4 separate regions of the Sus scrofa genome follow, and regions 1, 2 and 3 are each linked to region 4. A link is a contact called in public HiChIP or PLAC-seq data. All regions are on one chromosome and are shown on one strand. The core of a region is the stretch at or near the end of the contact, and the rest is flanking DNA. Distances in the headings are between cores, read along the strand shown.

What was found. HiChIP or PLAC-seq counts read pairs in DNA pulled down with a chosen protein or histone mark.
Region 1: an H3K27ac HiChIP or PLAC-seq map of skeletal muscle shows a contact between it and region 4, with 4 times the contacts expected there. The contact joins the promoter of CCDC136 here to the promoter of TNPO3 in region 4. A contact is called at or near these places in 4 of 47 Hi-C or Micro-C datasets (embryonic fibroblasts, fetal heart ventricle, skeletal muscle and 1 more) and 2 of 2 datasets of contacts at active chromatin or transcription factors (alveolar macrophages and skeletal muscle).
Region 2: an H3K27ac HiChIP or PLAC-seq map of alveolar macrophages shows a contact between it and region 4. The contact joins the promoter of ATP6V1F here to the promoter of TNPO3 in region 4. A contact is called at or near these places in 1 of 5 promoter capture datasets (fetal skeletal muscle), 3 of 47 Hi-C or Micro-C datasets (embryonic fibroblasts, heart right ventricle and liver) and 2 of 2 datasets of contacts at active chromatin or transcription factors (alveolar macrophages and skeletal muscle).
Region 3: an H3K27ac HiChIP or PLAC-seq map of alveolar macrophages shows a contact between it and region 4. The contact joins the enhancer-like site here to the promoter of TNPO3 in region 4. A contact is called at or near these places in 3 of 5 promoter capture datasets (fetal liver, fetal skeletal muscle and liver), 24 of 47 Hi-C or Micro-C datasets (adipose tissue, alveolar macrophages, blood and 12 more) and 2 of 2 datasets of contacts at active chromatin or transcription factors (alveolar macrophages and skeletal muscle).

What each region holds. Positions count from the first base shown.
Region 1 is chr18:19,821,865-19,825,608 of Sscrofa11.1, reverse strand. It overlaps CCDC136 (coiled-coil domain-containing protein 136), which reads left to right and starts at 1,866. Exons shown (of 10, transcript XM_013990821.2): 1 at 1,866-1,975; 2 at 2,746-2,853. The coding sequence starts at 1,918.
Region 2 is chr18:19,754,319-19,758,469 of Sscrofa11.1, reverse strand. It overlaps ATP6V1F (V-type proton ATPase subunit F), which reads left to right and starts at 1,764. Exons shown (of 2, transcript XM_003134698.3): 1 at 1,764-2,056. The coding sequence starts at 1,899.
Region 3 is chr18:19,701,719-19,705,722 of Sscrofa11.1, reverse strand. All of the region lies in intron 1 of KCP (kielin/chordin-like protein), which reads right to left. Among named protein-coding and RNA genes, the nearest start is that of IRF5, 13 kb to the right of the region's middle. Within about 2 kb of position 1,387, at least 14 of the 83 cell types and tissues checked have an H3K27ac peak or open chromatin away from gene starts, as enhancers often do. A contact at or near this core is called in adipose tissue, alveolar macrophages, fetal liver and 3 more, where this site is marked.
Region 4 is chr18:19,571,275-19,575,005 of Sscrofa11.1, reverse strand. TNPO3 (transportin-3) reads right to left here and starts at 2,451. Exons shown (of 23, transcript XM_013990808.2): 1 at 1,747-2,451. The coding sequence starts at 1,866.

The sequences.
Region 1 (3,744 bases), core at 617-3,116, 250 kb before region 4:
GATGTTCTGGGTGGGCTTGCTCGACAGCCTTTCTCCAGACTGGATCGCCTTGATCCCAGGCTCTGGAGGGGAGCTCAGTCCTCTGAGGAGCCAATGAAACATCTTGATCTGTGCTCACCATCTCTCGGAGCACATACCAGGCTGGAGGTATGAGAGGGAGGAAGGAGGGGAGGAGAGAGAGAGATTTATAGGCAACATTATTGGGTTTTTTTTTTTTTTTTTTTTTTTTTTTGCGTGTGTGTCTTTTGTCTTTTTAGGGCTGCACCTATGGCATATGGAGGTTCCCAGGGTAGGGGTCGAATCGGAATTGTTGCCACCAGCCTACGCCACAGCCACAGCAACGCCAGATCCCAGCTGCATCTTCGACCTACACCACAGCTCACGGCAATGCCGGATCCTTAACCCACTGAGCGAGCCCAGAGATTGAACCCACAACCTTATGGGTCCTAGCCGGATTCCTTTCCACTGCGCCACGACGGGAACTCCAATACTATTGTTAATAGGCAACACTGAACACCTTAAGTGTGGGATCATACGTTAAATGATAAGCAGAGCATTAATTAGGAGATTTAACTTCACTCATTTATTCTGTGTCAATGATTTAGATACTGGAGATACAAAAACGACTAAGGCAATTTCCTGGTCTTCCAAACACTGGGCTGACAGGAAAGTCAGAACATGACCTTGACAACCTAGAGTGACTGGTGCTGCTTAGAGGGAAGGGGGAGGGGTCGGAGCACAGCAGGAGCATCTAATGGCTTGGCTGGGTGGTGAGTCGGGAATGGCTGCCAAGAGATGACTCCCAGCTGAGTGTTTAAGGGTACGTAGGGGATGTCGAGGCAAAGAAGGGCTTCTCTCCTGAGGAATATGGAGGGCTTGTGAACTTGGGAGCCGGTGGGCGTGATCCAGACAGTATATGCCCATGACCTTGTAAGTGGATGCGCAAGAGAAGGGACTGTCCCTGGTTTAGGAATCTCCCAGTGATTTTCCAGATGTGCTGGAACCTCCGGGTTCCCAAGTGTACCCATTTCTTTCCTGGCTGAGACCTGCAGAGGCGTGAGCCCAATTGGTTCGCCAAAATCTGGCACTTGGAAGAAGTTCCTTGAAGGAGCGGTTGAGTGAAATAAGCTATCTGGGCTTTCACATCTCCCTTCTATGAGAGTGAAAATCGGCAGTGCCCACTCTAAACAGCTGCAGAGGCTAGGTGAGTAGGGGTTGTGGTTTGCAGACCACCGGGCCTGGGGCCCGGTGGGAAGGCAGGCAATGGAGAAAGGTCTTCGACACTAAGGGCTGCGTGGGGTCCCGGAGCGGCCCCTTCTAAGAAGGTCCCTGCTTGTGGCTTGGCGGAGGGCGCAAGGCCAACAGAGAGATCAAGGCCCGCAGTTGAAGTATCCTGGCTTCGGTTTCCCTCCTCCAGCCCTGGAGCAGCCCTGAGGCTGAGGCTGGCGGCCGGAGGGTCTGCGCTGACTGCCCAGGTGGAGGGTGCCGCTCAGCCGTGGGGAGCAAGGGGCGTGTGAGCATCCGCGCGTTTGGAGGAAACAGGCCAGGAGGATTTGGCTCTCCTGGTGCTTGCTTTTCCTTCCCCACCGCCGAGCAGGACCGGGCCCTGGCACTTGGCGCAGAGGGGTGCCCCCACGCAGCCGCCTCCCGGCAGGACCCACCGCCAGACCAGGGGAGCCGGTCGCTCCCTCGGCGCGGGCCTCGGGGCGTGTCTGGCGACGCGCTTGCACCGGGTCCGGGAGCTGGGGTGCAGGGCCGGCTTCCGGGCGGCGGCGGCGGCGGCGTCAGGTGGCCTGGCCAGGCCCCGCCCCCTCGGCCGGCCCGGCCTTCCTTCCCCTGCGCACCCGGCTCCGGTCCCCGGCCTGGCGGCGGCGGCGGCGGCGGCTGCTCCGGGCGGCGGCGGCGGCGCGAGCGGCCATGGAGGCGGGCGCCGGGGCCGGCGCGGGCGCCGCGGGCTGGAGCTGCCCGGGTCCAGGTCAGAGCGCCCCTCCCTCACTTCGCCACCGCCGCTCCTTCCTCTTCTCCATCTCTCCTCCCTCCAGACCCCCAGGTCCTCTCCCCCTCCGCTGCTCCCCACCTCTCCGTCCTAAGTCTTCCTCCTCCATCCTGCCCCCAGCCCGGGCTCCGGCTCCATCTTTCCGGGCTGGCTCTTCCCCACACCGGCCGCATCATCCCTGGCAGTCCCTCCCCTGAGCCCACTCCATCTGGTCTCTCCAGCCTGACGGTGCTTTTTGCCTTGGGGGCTCCAGACCCCGCACCTGCTCGGACCCTGAAGGCTTCGGAGCGCGGGGCGGAGTGGGGAGGACGAAGTCCAGTGAGAGCTGGAATGGACGGCAGCGGCCCCAGTCCAGACCCCCTTCCCGCACGCGTCCCCTCACCCCTTCCCCTTCCACCTCACCCTTTGAGCCTCTTCTCTTTGCTGGCTCCCGCCCTCTTCCATCCTTGCCTGTCCCCTCTGGGCTAAAGAGACACACACACGCCCTTTCTGTCTGTGCAAGGGAGAGGAGCACGGACTGGGGGGCAGAGAAGCTGGGCAGTGCAGGGCGGTGTCCCCGCAGGCCCGCTTGAGGGGCCACCTGGGGCGGAGAGTCGCAGCCCTGGGCAGACTGAGCCAAGTACTTCCACTGGGATGAAAAACCCCAGGGCTCCAAAGGGCTAGGAGGCATGTCCCCTCCCCTCCCCGCTGCACCCCAGCCCCCAGCCGCCCCTAGCATCCCACAGTGCCCCCTCTCTCCCTGCTTACAGGACCCACAGTGACCACTTTAGGCTCCTACGAGGTGTCTGACGGTTGTGAGAGGAAGAAAGGCCAACGCTGGGGGTCCCTGGAAAGGCGTGGAATGCAAGCCATGGAGGGTGAGTTTTCCCCAAAAGCTTTCTTTCCCTCCACCTCGTCCAGCTTCCCTCTCCTCCTTCCTCCCTCTGACCCCCAGAACTCTGAGCCAGGACACAGCCCTTCCCCAAGTTCAGCTCAGCCCCCTCCAACCCTCCTCAGGGCTCGGGCTTTGGGGAAAGTTCAGGGTACATCCCTTTGGGGTCCTAACCACCAGCTAACCAAGTTGTGTGTCCCCAGGGAGCTGCCAGAGAGAGAAAGAGGCCTCCTTGGACAGAGATTTGAAGCAGCTGTGCAGCAGGGGGTTTGTTCTCGCTGCCTCCCGACCCAGATCCCAAGCTGTCTCTTATTTTGAAAAGCCAGAGGAGTGAGCATGTGAATTGTCTTTCTGGTGTCACCACTAACTTCAAATGGAAGCCTTGTGACTTCGGTTCTCTAGGTTATCTTACTGCCTGAAAGAGGGAGCCTGGGAGAGGGGCCGGCGAGAAGGCCAAGCTCCCAACGCGCATCTCACCCTCGACACCCACACAGCTTGGCACTTGCTGCCTAAATGAGGCCCCTAGAAGGATGCTGGTCCTATTTCCAGGACTTTCTGTGTAGGGTCCCCAGGTCCCTATACACACGTCCACGCTCCAAGAGGGACGGATGAGACAAGGGGTCCCAGATAAACCTTAGGCTGTGATTATTAGACAAAGATGGACCAGAGATTGAGAATTTTAAAACAAAGCAAGCTCTTACCATCCAGGCAAGATTTTGCTATTGAGAGGAACTGCATTGCAGCAAAGGAGAGGGGTTGCTCACCAGCCAGAGGCTGGGGACCAGCACACCCCCATTTCTTAATGCATTAAAATGGCAGGCTTTCTTTTATTCACGAGGAGAATCCTTGACTTCCCCCCCAAAACTGCCTTATGGTC
Region 2 (4,151 bases), core at 515-3,014, 180 kb before region 4:
AGCTCCTTGAGGACAGAAGTCATATTTTATCAGTCTGTGTCCTAAACCTCTTCTTGGCCCCCTCTGATAAATGCTGGTTGAATGAAATCACGAGTGATATATGTGGCACTGTCCCAGCTCCCTACTTGACCTGAAAGACCCTTTGAAGCAGGATCCATTGTCAAGTATTCAACTACTTATGGTCATTAAGGGCCGGCTCTGTCCAGGCTTCTACACCCACCCTCCCTCCCTGCCTTCCCGCCCACTTCTCCCCCAGATGTGAGCGTTTTCCTGCAAGGTTAGCTGGCTCCTGCCTCAGCTTCAGCTGCCCTCCCCGGACTGCAGGATGGCCTCAGGTGCCGAGCATTTAGGGACTTCATCTCACTTAATTCTAACCGCCCTATGAGGCAGTTATCAGTTAACCGCCCTATGAGGCGGTTATCTGAAAAGACCAAGGTCCCGAACATTTCAGGGATGAGTCCCAAATCACAGCTCTGAGCAGCAGGGCTGAGATTCAAACCAGGTGTGCCCAAATCCCCAGCCTACCACACAGTGAACCCCTATCTGCATGTCTCAAGTGCTCTAAACTTGCAAATCACATGCCAGACGCCAGGATGCCTGCTCTTTAAAAGGGCGGGGGAGCAAGCGGACCTTTCTTCAACATGTTCACCGCATAGCGTTCAGGAATGTTACTCCTGACCACCCCAGCCGCATAGGCCAGAAACCTGGAAGCACCCTATCACTCCCCAAACTAGTTCCGTCCATGCTGTCTCTAAACCCCTCTTGACTCCACCTGCTTCTCCACATTCGCCATCACCACCACTACATGGGTTCTGGCCACCACTCTCTCTCCACAATGGTTTCTCCTCTTTTAGTCTGGCCTCGGCACACGGCATGGTCTCCATGCTATCTCTAAAACTTGAACCTGGCCGTTTCATTCTCTTCAACTAAATCCTTCAGGGGTTTCAGCGTAACTTCAGTCGTCCTCAGGGTAACTTCCAGATTCTTTAGCTTTTCTTGAAGGCACTGATGCTCTCTAGCCCTAAGTCTTTGCACGTGCTGTTCCTCTTCCCCAGAACACCCTCTTGCCCTCATTTTTTTTTTCTTTCCTTACAGCTGCACCTGTGGCTTATGGAAGTTCCCAAGCTAGGGGTCAAATCAGAGCCGCAGCTGCCAGCCTACATCACAGCTACACCGGATCCGACCTGCACCTGCGACCTACGCCGCAGTTTGCGGCAACGCCTGATCCTTAACCCTGAGTGAGGTCAGGGATGGAACCCCTATCCTCCCAGAGATTAGTCAGGTTCTTACCCGCTAAGCCACGATGGGTACTCCTTCGTCCTCATTTCTATCCCCTTCATCCTGCTAGCGACCTTCTCTGTGCGCTCCCTCTCCCACAGATTAGTTACACCTGATGTGGGCTTCCACATACTTCTCACGTTTCAGCAAATAACACACTGCTTTGTGAATCCTCTATCGCACTAGAGAGTATCATCAACTTATCCATCCTCTTATTAACTGAATATGTACTAGTTGTTAACCGTCTGCCATAGTTACATAAACAGTCGGTACAAGACTCGGACCTTACCCTCGAGAACGGGAACTGTCTTGTCGGCGTCTCGGCATCTTAACACAGCAAAAGGCTCGACACGTTTGTAGAAGAAGGATCGAACTTGCCTGCGAAACCCGGGGAGGCCGCTCGGACTTCTGGGAACCGTAGGCCTGGGGAACGGCCCTCCCTTTATAGCGCAGGCGTATGCAGATTCGGGCGCCTTTGCTGTTGTTGCGCATGTCCCAGGAGGCGGAGTGGTGGAACTGCGCATGTCTAAAGAGCCGGGGGTGGGGCCGAAGAGGCGGGGCACTGCGAACCCGGAGCTCGGTGACACCCGGCGGTCGCGGCTGGCTGTCTGACTCTGAGGATGGCGGGGAGGGGGAAGCTAATTGCGGTGATCGGAGACGAAGACACGGTGACTGGCTTCCTGCTGGGCGGCATAGGGGAGCTTAACAAAAACCGCCACCCTAATTTCCTGGTGGTGGAGAAGGATACAACCATCAATGAGATCGAAGACACTTTCCGGTACGGTTGCCCGCAAGGCCTGAACGCGACCTTCTGGGGTCTGGTGGGAGTGCGGGGAGAAGGCGGGGGTGTCGCTGGGCGTCCAGACGTTGGCCGAAGTGTCAGATCCCGTCCTCGACGGTCTGGAAAGTCGGTCCACCCACCTATCCGGAGCGAAGGCCTACGCGCCCCAAGTTCCCTTTAGGGGCTTGGTGGGGCCGAGGCTATGTCGGGTCCACAAACTCCCTTCTCACATGACCGTGTGTCAGGAAAGAAGGGGAACAGAGCTCGTGACGGGCGGGCACCACCCTTTGGCCCAACCTGGCCCGCGAGAGCTGGGCGTCCAGTGCACCCAAGCCCCACAAAGGGTCAGTCTCAGATCCTCTGCAGGGGTTCCCCCAGTTCACCCGTAGAGCAGGCTCCGGTCACTGCAAGCAGTCGACTCTTTTGCGAGTTGGCTTCTAAAGGAACCACACATTCAGTGAGTGGACTCGAGCTTTTCTTTGTGTTTTCATCTCCCTTAGAGGCTCTCACAATCGTGATGTAAGGCCATGGTTATTCCCACGTATAAGCGAGAAGACTGAAGCTCAGAGAGGTCAAGGCACATTCTAAAGTCATACGATTCACAAGAGACCTAGTGGGGATTTGAACCCTGTCCCTCCCTTTCTGCCTTTCTTAAGCCAGGTCTACTCTCTGCTTGTGCAGCTCTCCTTGGTCTGCTTTGGAATTTCCCATTGTCCTGAGCCCAGCGGACAGAATATCAGGACTTCTGCTAAGACCTTACACTTCAAATCTTCGTTTCCTGGCCTGGCTTAAGAGCAGTAGCTTTAAAATGTGGGTGCAGGCATGTCCCTTAATCCAGGAGGCATCCTGGTGACTAGAGTGGAGGATGCTTGCCCCCTGTTCTTTCCCACACCCTTTCTTCTAGGGCCCCGGTGCCAAGTCTCTCAGGAACAAACCACTCTTGCCTGTTTCCCCCTAAACAGCCCAGCCCTGAGCCGCTGGCTGAGACTGGTTCCTGTTGCCTGGGGTATGTTAGGCCCTGCGCAGAGAAGCTCATCTCTGCTGATCAGTCCAGTAAAGTGATCCAAGTTGTCATGAGAGAAGGGCAAATTTTACTTCAAGAACTTTCCAACCAAAGGGACTTCAGAAAATCATCAGGTCTATGGAGTTCCTGTCATGGCTCAGCAGAAACGAATCTGATTACATCCATGAGGATGCAGGTTCGATCCCTGGCCTTGCTCAGTGGCTTGAGGATCTGGTGTTGCGTGACCTGTGGTGTGGCTCGCAGACGTGGCTTGGATCTGGCGTGGCTGTGGCTGTGGCTTAGGCCAGTGCTGCAGCTCCAGATTAACACATAAGTAAATTAATGAATGAGTAGATGATCACAAGAAAGAGCCCAGTGCCTGGTTCTCTCTGTGAGGAAAGTGCGATTCCTTCGTTTACTGATTTTTCCTCTCCCTGTTGTGTTCTTGGCTCAGGCCAGACCTCCCCTCTGAACCACCTCCTGCCCTCATCAGGGTAGACCTTGAGTTGTCTCAACAATGCCTCCCCCTTTAAAAACGTATCCTATCAGTGTCGCCATGAGCTGTGGTGCAGACGCGGCTCGGATCCCACGTTGCTGTGGCTCTGGCGTAGGCCAGCAGCTACAGCTCGGATTCCACCCCTAGCCTGGGAACCTCCATATGCCCCGGAAGTGGCCCTAGAAAAGGCAAAAGAAAAGAAAACAAAAAAAAGTATCCTATTTCCTTTTGAAATGTTAATGTGTTCATAGGGTTTACAAATTAATGTTTAAGGGGTATACACACTGAGAAGTCACCCCTGACCTCTTTGCTGTATTACCACCTTCCTGAATTCCCTAGATAACCACATCGGTTCTTCCTTATCTTTCCGCCCTTTAAAATTCGGATACAAAGGGACAGATCTCTTTAATCTTATCCTCTCGCTTTCTTTCCCAAAGGCAGCCTATAGAATACACCAGCACGCACCCTTATCTTCATTAGCAGTTGAGTTAGGAGCCCTCCTAGCAGGGGAAGTAGAAGCCGCGGCCCTTAGCTTTGGAATGAAATTGATGCTGAATAGAATGGAGAATTTAGCTAGAGCGACCTTTTCCTTT
Region 3 (4,004 bases), core at 138-2,637, 130 kb before region 4:
GGACGTCTTGTTTATCACAGATCTGAGATTCTAATTCCACAGCTGTATTCCACAGCTGGCTGTCCCCCCCCCAATTCAGAGTTACGAAGCCCCCAGCTCCCTTCCAGGAAGGACCTTCTTTACCCCTTAAAATGCCAGCAGGGTCTGCCTCACTGTGTTCCAGGGACTGTGCCAAGCTGCAGCCTGCCCACTTAAGTCCACACACTTGACCGTCACTGCTTACGAGTGAATGTCACAGTTGGAACTCAATATTTTTGGTTGGATGGAACCTGCTGGGATTTTAAGATGTGCATGTACATTTTGTTTGTTTAGTTTTGTTTTGTTTTTGGCAAAGAGACACCAATGCAATCAGACTGCATGTCTGAACCTCGAAGCAGAGCCAGGGCCTGGAGGGAGATGTTGGCAAAATTTTCCAGGTACCACACAGGGACCTCCAAGCCACAAGGTTCTCCAGCCTGGCGGGGAGCTTGCCACTCTGCCCTGGGCCCATTGGAGAACCTGGGGCTTCCCCAATCTCTTTGCTTTCTTTTTTTTTTTTTTTCTTTTTGGTCTTTTTAGGGCCACACCGCGGCATATGGAGACTCCTGAGGCTAGGGGTCGAATCGGAACTGTAGCCTCTGGCCTACACCTCAACCTCAGCCACGTGGGATCTCAGCCACGTCTGAGACCTACACCACAGCTCACGGCAATGCCAGATCCTTAACCCTCTGAGCGAGGCCATGGAACGAATCTGCATCCTCATGGATGCTAGTCGGGTTCGTTACCTCTGAGCCACAGTGGGAACTCCCTCCTCAATCTCTTTTCTGACTTTCTTTTCCCCAGAGACTGACTCCTAGGAATCCCCTTAGGGCTTGGAGAAGCTAAGAGAGTGGGGCCAAAGGAGAGGCGATATGTGTGGCTTCCTGCCTGCAATTTCCTCTTTTTTCCCACCCATTTCTTCTTCCCATTCCTCACAACCTGCTCTCAAGCCTCCACAAAGCCTCCTCTGGTGGTTCTGGGCAGCACCACCCCTTAGAGCAGCACCGTCTAAGAACTTTCTGCGATGATGGGCATGATCTAGATCTGCCCCGTCCAATACCACAGTCCCACGAGGCCAGCGAGTCCCTGTAATATGGTTCGTGCAACTGAGGATCTGAATTTTTAATTATCTTTAATTCTCATTCATTTTAATAGAAATGACCCTATGTAGCGAGAGGCTACAGTACCCTGCGATGCACAGCCAGACTATAAGGCAATTTTGTGCAAATGAGTGAAAAGCGCAGCTTCTCCAGACAGCATACGTCCTTCCATTGGCTGGGAAAGTTCTGTAGTAGATCCACAAAGGCTATGATGTGAATGAGGCCCCCTAGAGCTGTCCAGCACACAGCCCTAGGTGGCAGCCTCGGCTCCAGGCCCCGCCCCCAAACGGCAGTGACAATCGCTGTGCTGGGAGTACTCCGTGGGAGCCAGCCACAGGCCAGGGGTCACGTGGATTATCAGAATTCATGCTGACAACAGCTCCAGGAGGGAGGTGCTCCGATGGTCCCATCTGCTGAGTAAGGAAATGGGCTCAGGGAGTTTAAGTAGCTCAGCCAACGTCACTCAGCTGGAGAACAGAGGAACTGGCGCTTCACCCCAGCTCTGACTCCTAACCCTGTTCCTTCCCACCGCCCATGGCTTTTTTGCACACTGGGAACTTCTGCTTCTCTGGCCCTTCCCCCCGCAGCGCTGGGTCTTCACTTAGCTGCAAGACGCAGGCGCGCTCTCCCTTTCTCACTGGGCTGGGAACACCCCACGGGCAGGTCAGTTTTGCCAGCTCTGCCCCTCCCCTCCTCTAATCCCATGGTATGGCCATGAGGGTTGCTTGGCAGGTATCACACATGGGCACACTCAGGGGACTCCCCTCCCACCACCTCAATCCCATTGCAAAATCCAAGGATTGGATGGGGGACTGGGTCTCAGAGGAGCCTTTGGCCCCTACCCTTCTGTTGCTGGTTTGGGGCCCAGGGATTCCTACCCTAATAAAGGCAAGGCCTGGCCCAACTCTGTCTGTGGTTCTGAGGGGCTGGATGAGCAGGGGGGCATTGCCTTCCCTTGCCCAGAGCCCCTGCCTTGGGTTAGCCCAGCACCCTTCCGCCATTCTCTTGGCTCCCTTTGCAGTCAGGCTCTGAGCTCATGCATGCCTTTCCAGGAAGGCTGGCCAGAGGGATAATCTGGCAGGAGTCTGGGCCAAGACTTGCCATGGCCACGGCCACTCTGGCCAGGGGCCTCATCTCACCCAGCCCCACAGCCCCACCCCGAAGTTTTGAGATAAACGAGGTCTTAGGGGCTGAGGGAGGAAGAGCAGCAGTTCCTTCCAGGTAATATGAAGAGAGGGGCTCAGATGACAAGGGGTTGGAGGCCAGGGGGCCAAAACCACAACTGGGACTATCTTGAGAGACCAGATGTCCTCTGGTCCCACCCAGCAGGGACCTCAAATTCCTGTTTGTTTGGTGGCGGGGTGGGCAGCAGCTTTATTGAGATATAATTCACGCACCATAAATTCACCAGTTTAAGGTGTGCGACTCAATAGTTTGGTATATTCATAGAGTTGGGCAATCATCACTGCAATCAATTTGGGAACATTTTAAGAGTTTCTGCTGTGGCACAATGGGATCAGAGGCATCTCTGGAGTGCTGGGTCACATGTTTGATCCCCATGGGGCACAGTAGATTAAGGATCTGGCAGGGTTGCAGCTATGGCACAGGTCACAACTGCGGCTCAGATCTTTCCTTGGCCCGGAAACTTCCATGTGCCACAGAGCAACCAAATAATAATAAAAATAATAATTTTAGAACAATTTATCACTCCAAAAGAAACCCTATACCCTTCGGCTTTCACCCTTATTTCCTACCATCATCCATCCTCCAGCCCTAGGCAACATCTCATCTACACTTTTTCCTCTATGAATTTGCCTCTTCTGGACCTCTCCTCTAGGTAGTCCTTTGTGTCTGGCCTTTCGCTTAGCATGTTTTCAAGCTTTATCCATGTTGGACCATGTATCTGTACTTCATTCCTTTCCATTGCCGAGTAATATTCCATTGTATACATGGACCATACTTGTCCGTGATCAGTTGATAGACATTTGGGTTGCTTCCACTTTGTGGCTACTGAGAATAATGCCGCTATGCATATTCGTGTGCAAGTTTTTGTGAGGGCATGTGCTTTAATTTCTCTTGGGTATATAACTGTGAGTGGAATTACTGTATCCCATGGTACCTCTTTTTTTTTTTTTAGCCTTCTGGGGAGCTGCCAAGTTGTCTTCCAAAGTGGCTATACCATTTCACATTCCCACAAGCAATATATGAGGGCTCCAATTTCTCTGCATCTTGGATAACACTACTATTATCTGACTTTCTTTTTCTGGCCACACCCACAACATGTGGAAGTTCCTAGGCTAGGGATCAAACTCGTGCCACAGCAGTGACACAAGCTACAGCAGTGACAACCCCTGATCCTTAACCGCTAGGTTACCAGGGAACTCTGAGTTGGATCCTGTTTTGAAAACTGGGATCTGATGATCTCTGCCTTTGGTTGGATGGTTTAATCCATTCACTTTACTAATATAGTTGTATTTGTTTTGTCATTTTACTTGTTTTCCAAATATATGGGGGAATTCCCATTGTAATCCAGTGGTAATGAACCCAACTAATATCCATGAGGACTCGGGTTCGATCCCTGGCCTTGCCCTGTGGGTTAAGGATCCTGCATTGCTGTGGCTGTGGCATAGGCTGGTGGCTGCAGCTCCGATTGGACCCCTAGCCTGGGAAGCTCCATACGCCGAGGGTGTGGCCGTAAAAAGCAAATTGTGTGTGTGTGTGTGTATGTGTATATATATATATATATATATATATATATATATATATATATATATAAATTGTTTTTGTTTCTCTATTTCTCCTAGACTGCTTTCTTTTGCATTAGTGAGTATTTTTTTTCCTAGTATAACATTTTAAGTGTTCCTTTAATGATTTTTTTTTTACACT
Region 4 (3,731 bases), core at 1,202-3,701:
GCCTACTCCATACTTCCCTTGAGAGTCCAAGCAACCATTCCCTCTCTTACCCCTTCTGGCTGAGGGGTATTAACAGTCTGGCCACAGGTTACTACATTCTCTTTTGTGGTACCACATTATACCTGCATCTTTATAAGCAGTACCTTCATAAAATAAACCCTCCTCAAATGATCCTATTTCAAGTGTGCCATCTGTTCCTATTGGGACTGGACTGTAAATAGTGATGATAATGACGCTGATGTAAGGCGGTAAGGATATGAGACTAGTGGAAAGTGACTAATATTTAAATAATAATTACTAGCATATTTTGAGTTCTAGGTTCCAGGAACTTTGTTAAACTCTTTGTAGTTATGAACTTATTTAATCGTCACAAATATTCTATGCGGCAAGCAGAGTTTTTTTGTCCTAGTTCATTTACATATTTCAATACCTAGCAGTTGCTGGTACAGGGTAAGCACTCAAATACTGATTTAAAATGCACACAATAAGGAAGTTTAGTAGGGAAGAGGTGACTTTTAGTGTAGCATTTCTCCTACTTTTACTTTGAAAACTATAATATCAAGGACTTGTAGTTCCCCACATCATAATAACTACCTAAACACTAAATAAGACCAGATATGTTTTTCTTATGTAGCCTATGGTCAGTTTTATCCCTTTCTCTTCCCATGAGGTTATCCATGACTTTGGTTCCTGATTTTTTTTTTTAAGTTTAATCTTCAAAGTCAAAGTTGCAAATTTTTAAATTTTTAGTATGCAATTGCAGCTTAGGAGCTGATTTAAAAGGACAGAGCATCTTTAAGTTATGAGTTGAAGAAATGGAAGGGGGGAAATTTAAAATATGCTTGGGCGCATAAAATGCAAAAATAAGAAGGGTACAGTCAGCAAGATCACCAGGCATACATACTCACTCAGAAATAAGGCATAGCAAGAGTAAGAAAATTAAAGGCGGAAGCATGATACACGTGATTCAAAGAATGCAGAAATACAACAGGTATAAAAGGTTGCAATTAACTCCCTAGCTGGATGCTTACACAATTATTTGTAATAATCAAGGCGACAACGATACCCCTATCTTATAAAGAACCTAAAAATCAGGGTAAAGATAAGGTTGGAAAACCAATATACAGCAAAAGTAGAAATGCAAAGATTTTCTGAAACCAGAATTAACGTTTTCTTTTTCCTTAACATTATGTTGCACTTCAAAACGCGGGGAAAACTCACGTGTACAAGGATCTGGAAACCTGAGAAGTTTCGAGAATATTGTACTCAAACTAGAGTGAAAAGCAGCAAGGATCAATGAGGTGTAAGGCTACGCCTGGGAAGGAATTGCCGGACGTAACAAATGGGAGAGACAGATAAAGCATCCTTTAAGAGAAAGACGGAGAAAGATGGGATTGGATTTGATTTAAGACAAACAAACGGAAAAGCAAGGCTTAAGAAGCAAGTAGTAGCAAGGGTAAAACTTAAGAGGACTAGATCAAAGCCACGAGAAAGAAGCATAGGACCTACAAATCAGATTCTACGGGGTGGGGAAAGGGCCACTTCGCGACCGACCAGCTGCGACTAGTTTCCGAAAAGCGGCGTAGATGAAGCTTCGCCGCCCCACCCCGTGGCAGCAGCTCCTCCCCGAGGAGGACCTCACGAGGCCAACCGCCAGGCTCCGGCTCGGGCTCGGGCTCCGGCTCCGGCCTCGGTCCCACCCCGCCCTTGCCCCGCGGCGCAGAACGGCCTCTCTCGGCCCCTCACCGAACGCTGCAGCTCCCCAAGCCAAAAGGAGGCGCGCTCCTTTCCGCTGGGATCTGGGTCGTGGTAGAGCGCCTGCACTGCCTGGTACACGAGCTGCAGTGTCGGTTTTGTCCCTTCCATGGTGGTAGCGGTGGTAGCGGCGGCGAGGGCTCTGGCGCTTCTCCCGAGGCTTCTCCGGTTACTCCGCCTTCGCGCTTCCTCACAGTGTCGGCCACTGCCGCTCCCTGACTGGCGCCATCTCCTCTTTGGCCGTTACCAGGGCAGAGGGGTTCCCCGTGGAAGTTGCCCCCTCGGAAACAGAGGTTAGATCGTATTCAAGTTCCTAGTCTTTTTTCCGCTCCTCCCACTAGACTCAAAATTTTTAAGCCTAGACGCCGGTGTACGCCTCTCGACCCGCAGACTTGCCCTCGGAAAGCTGTCCCCGCACGACACTGACCACGCAGCGTGCCTCACCCGCCTTAACCCGGACCGGAAGTTGCAGCCCGGATACCTTTGGCACACTTCCGCCTGGTGTAGCTCAAACGGCCTCTTTCCCGGCACGCCTCCTCTTGTCTCCCCGCCCCCTCCCGGAAGTGGCTACATTGGGGCCGAGAAGGAGCGGTTCGAGGTGGTTTTCTGCGATTCTGGACTCCGACTGTAGCTTTGGGACTGTTGTGGTTCCCATACGTATGCAGCTCTCCTCTCCTTGGCAGTGGATCCAGGTCCTTCCTTCACCTTCCGACTTCATCTCTCTCCAGAGAATTTTTTCTGACCCTCACGTCAATTCAGCCATCTGTGGCGTGGCCACTGTAATGGAAATCAGAAGACGATTTAAGACAGGATTTGTATGCTGACTCTAATGGAGGAGACAGACACGTAATCAAATAATTTGTACAAACCTGAAATGACTACCACGTTGAAATAAATCCAAAATACCCGGAATCCCTGGAGTTCCCATTGTGGCGCAACGGAAATGAATCCGACTACCAACCTTGAGGTTGTGGGTTCCATCCCTGAACTCGCTCAGTGGGTTAAGGATCCATCGTTGACGTAAGCTATGGTGAAGGTTGCAGACGCTGCTCGGATCCAGCGTGGCTGTGGCTGTGGCTGACGCCAACAGCCATAGCTCCATTTGGACCCCTAGCCTGGGAATCTCCAGATGCCTGATGTGTGGCCCTAAAAGACAAATTTTAAAAAGCTTAGAATCCCTTTTCCGCTAAACTTTTACACCCAAAAGGGTGTTTCATTCTATTGCCCAGGACACTCTGAACTCCAGAGTATTTGCAGAAACACAATGAATTGTTTTTGTTTATGCCTTTCTGCATCAAACATTAATGGTCTAACAAGTCTCAGTTTACAAAAGAAAATAGAAATCTTGGAATCTGTTCTATGGAGAAAGTTTCCCAACATTGCTATTTCTCCTTTGCGGTAATAAATACCTGCTACCATTTGATGAATGCGTACAATGTGCAAAGCTCTTTAGTTATAAGGTCTCATTTAATCCTTTTAACAATTTTCCAACCAAATCCCCATTTTAAGAAATAGGCAATTAATTTGCCCACGGTTACACATTTCTTAAATGGAAATTAAGATTTGAATCCAAATCAGTTTTACTCCAAAGCCAATTAAATTGTACAATTCCTATCATCCTGTGTAATTAGTTTGTGCTCAGTTGTTATTGTCAAGGTATTTTAACTACCAACATCACAATGAAAACAGTGTTGTTGATACAATTTCTGACAAAAGGAAAGATACTTGATATTTTGGTTACCTACTTCATTCCTTAAAAAAAAAGATTTAGTTAAGACCACTTTGATCTATGCCCTCATGGAGTTTACATTCTAATTACAAAGAAGGTAATAAACTCTCTACAGTTTAAAAGGTCTGTGAAGGGAGTTCCCTGATGATCTAGTGGTTAGGACTCAGCACTTTCACTGCTGCGGCCCAGATTCCTGGTCTGGGAACTGAAACCCCACATCAAGCTGATACACACCAGTCAAAAAAAT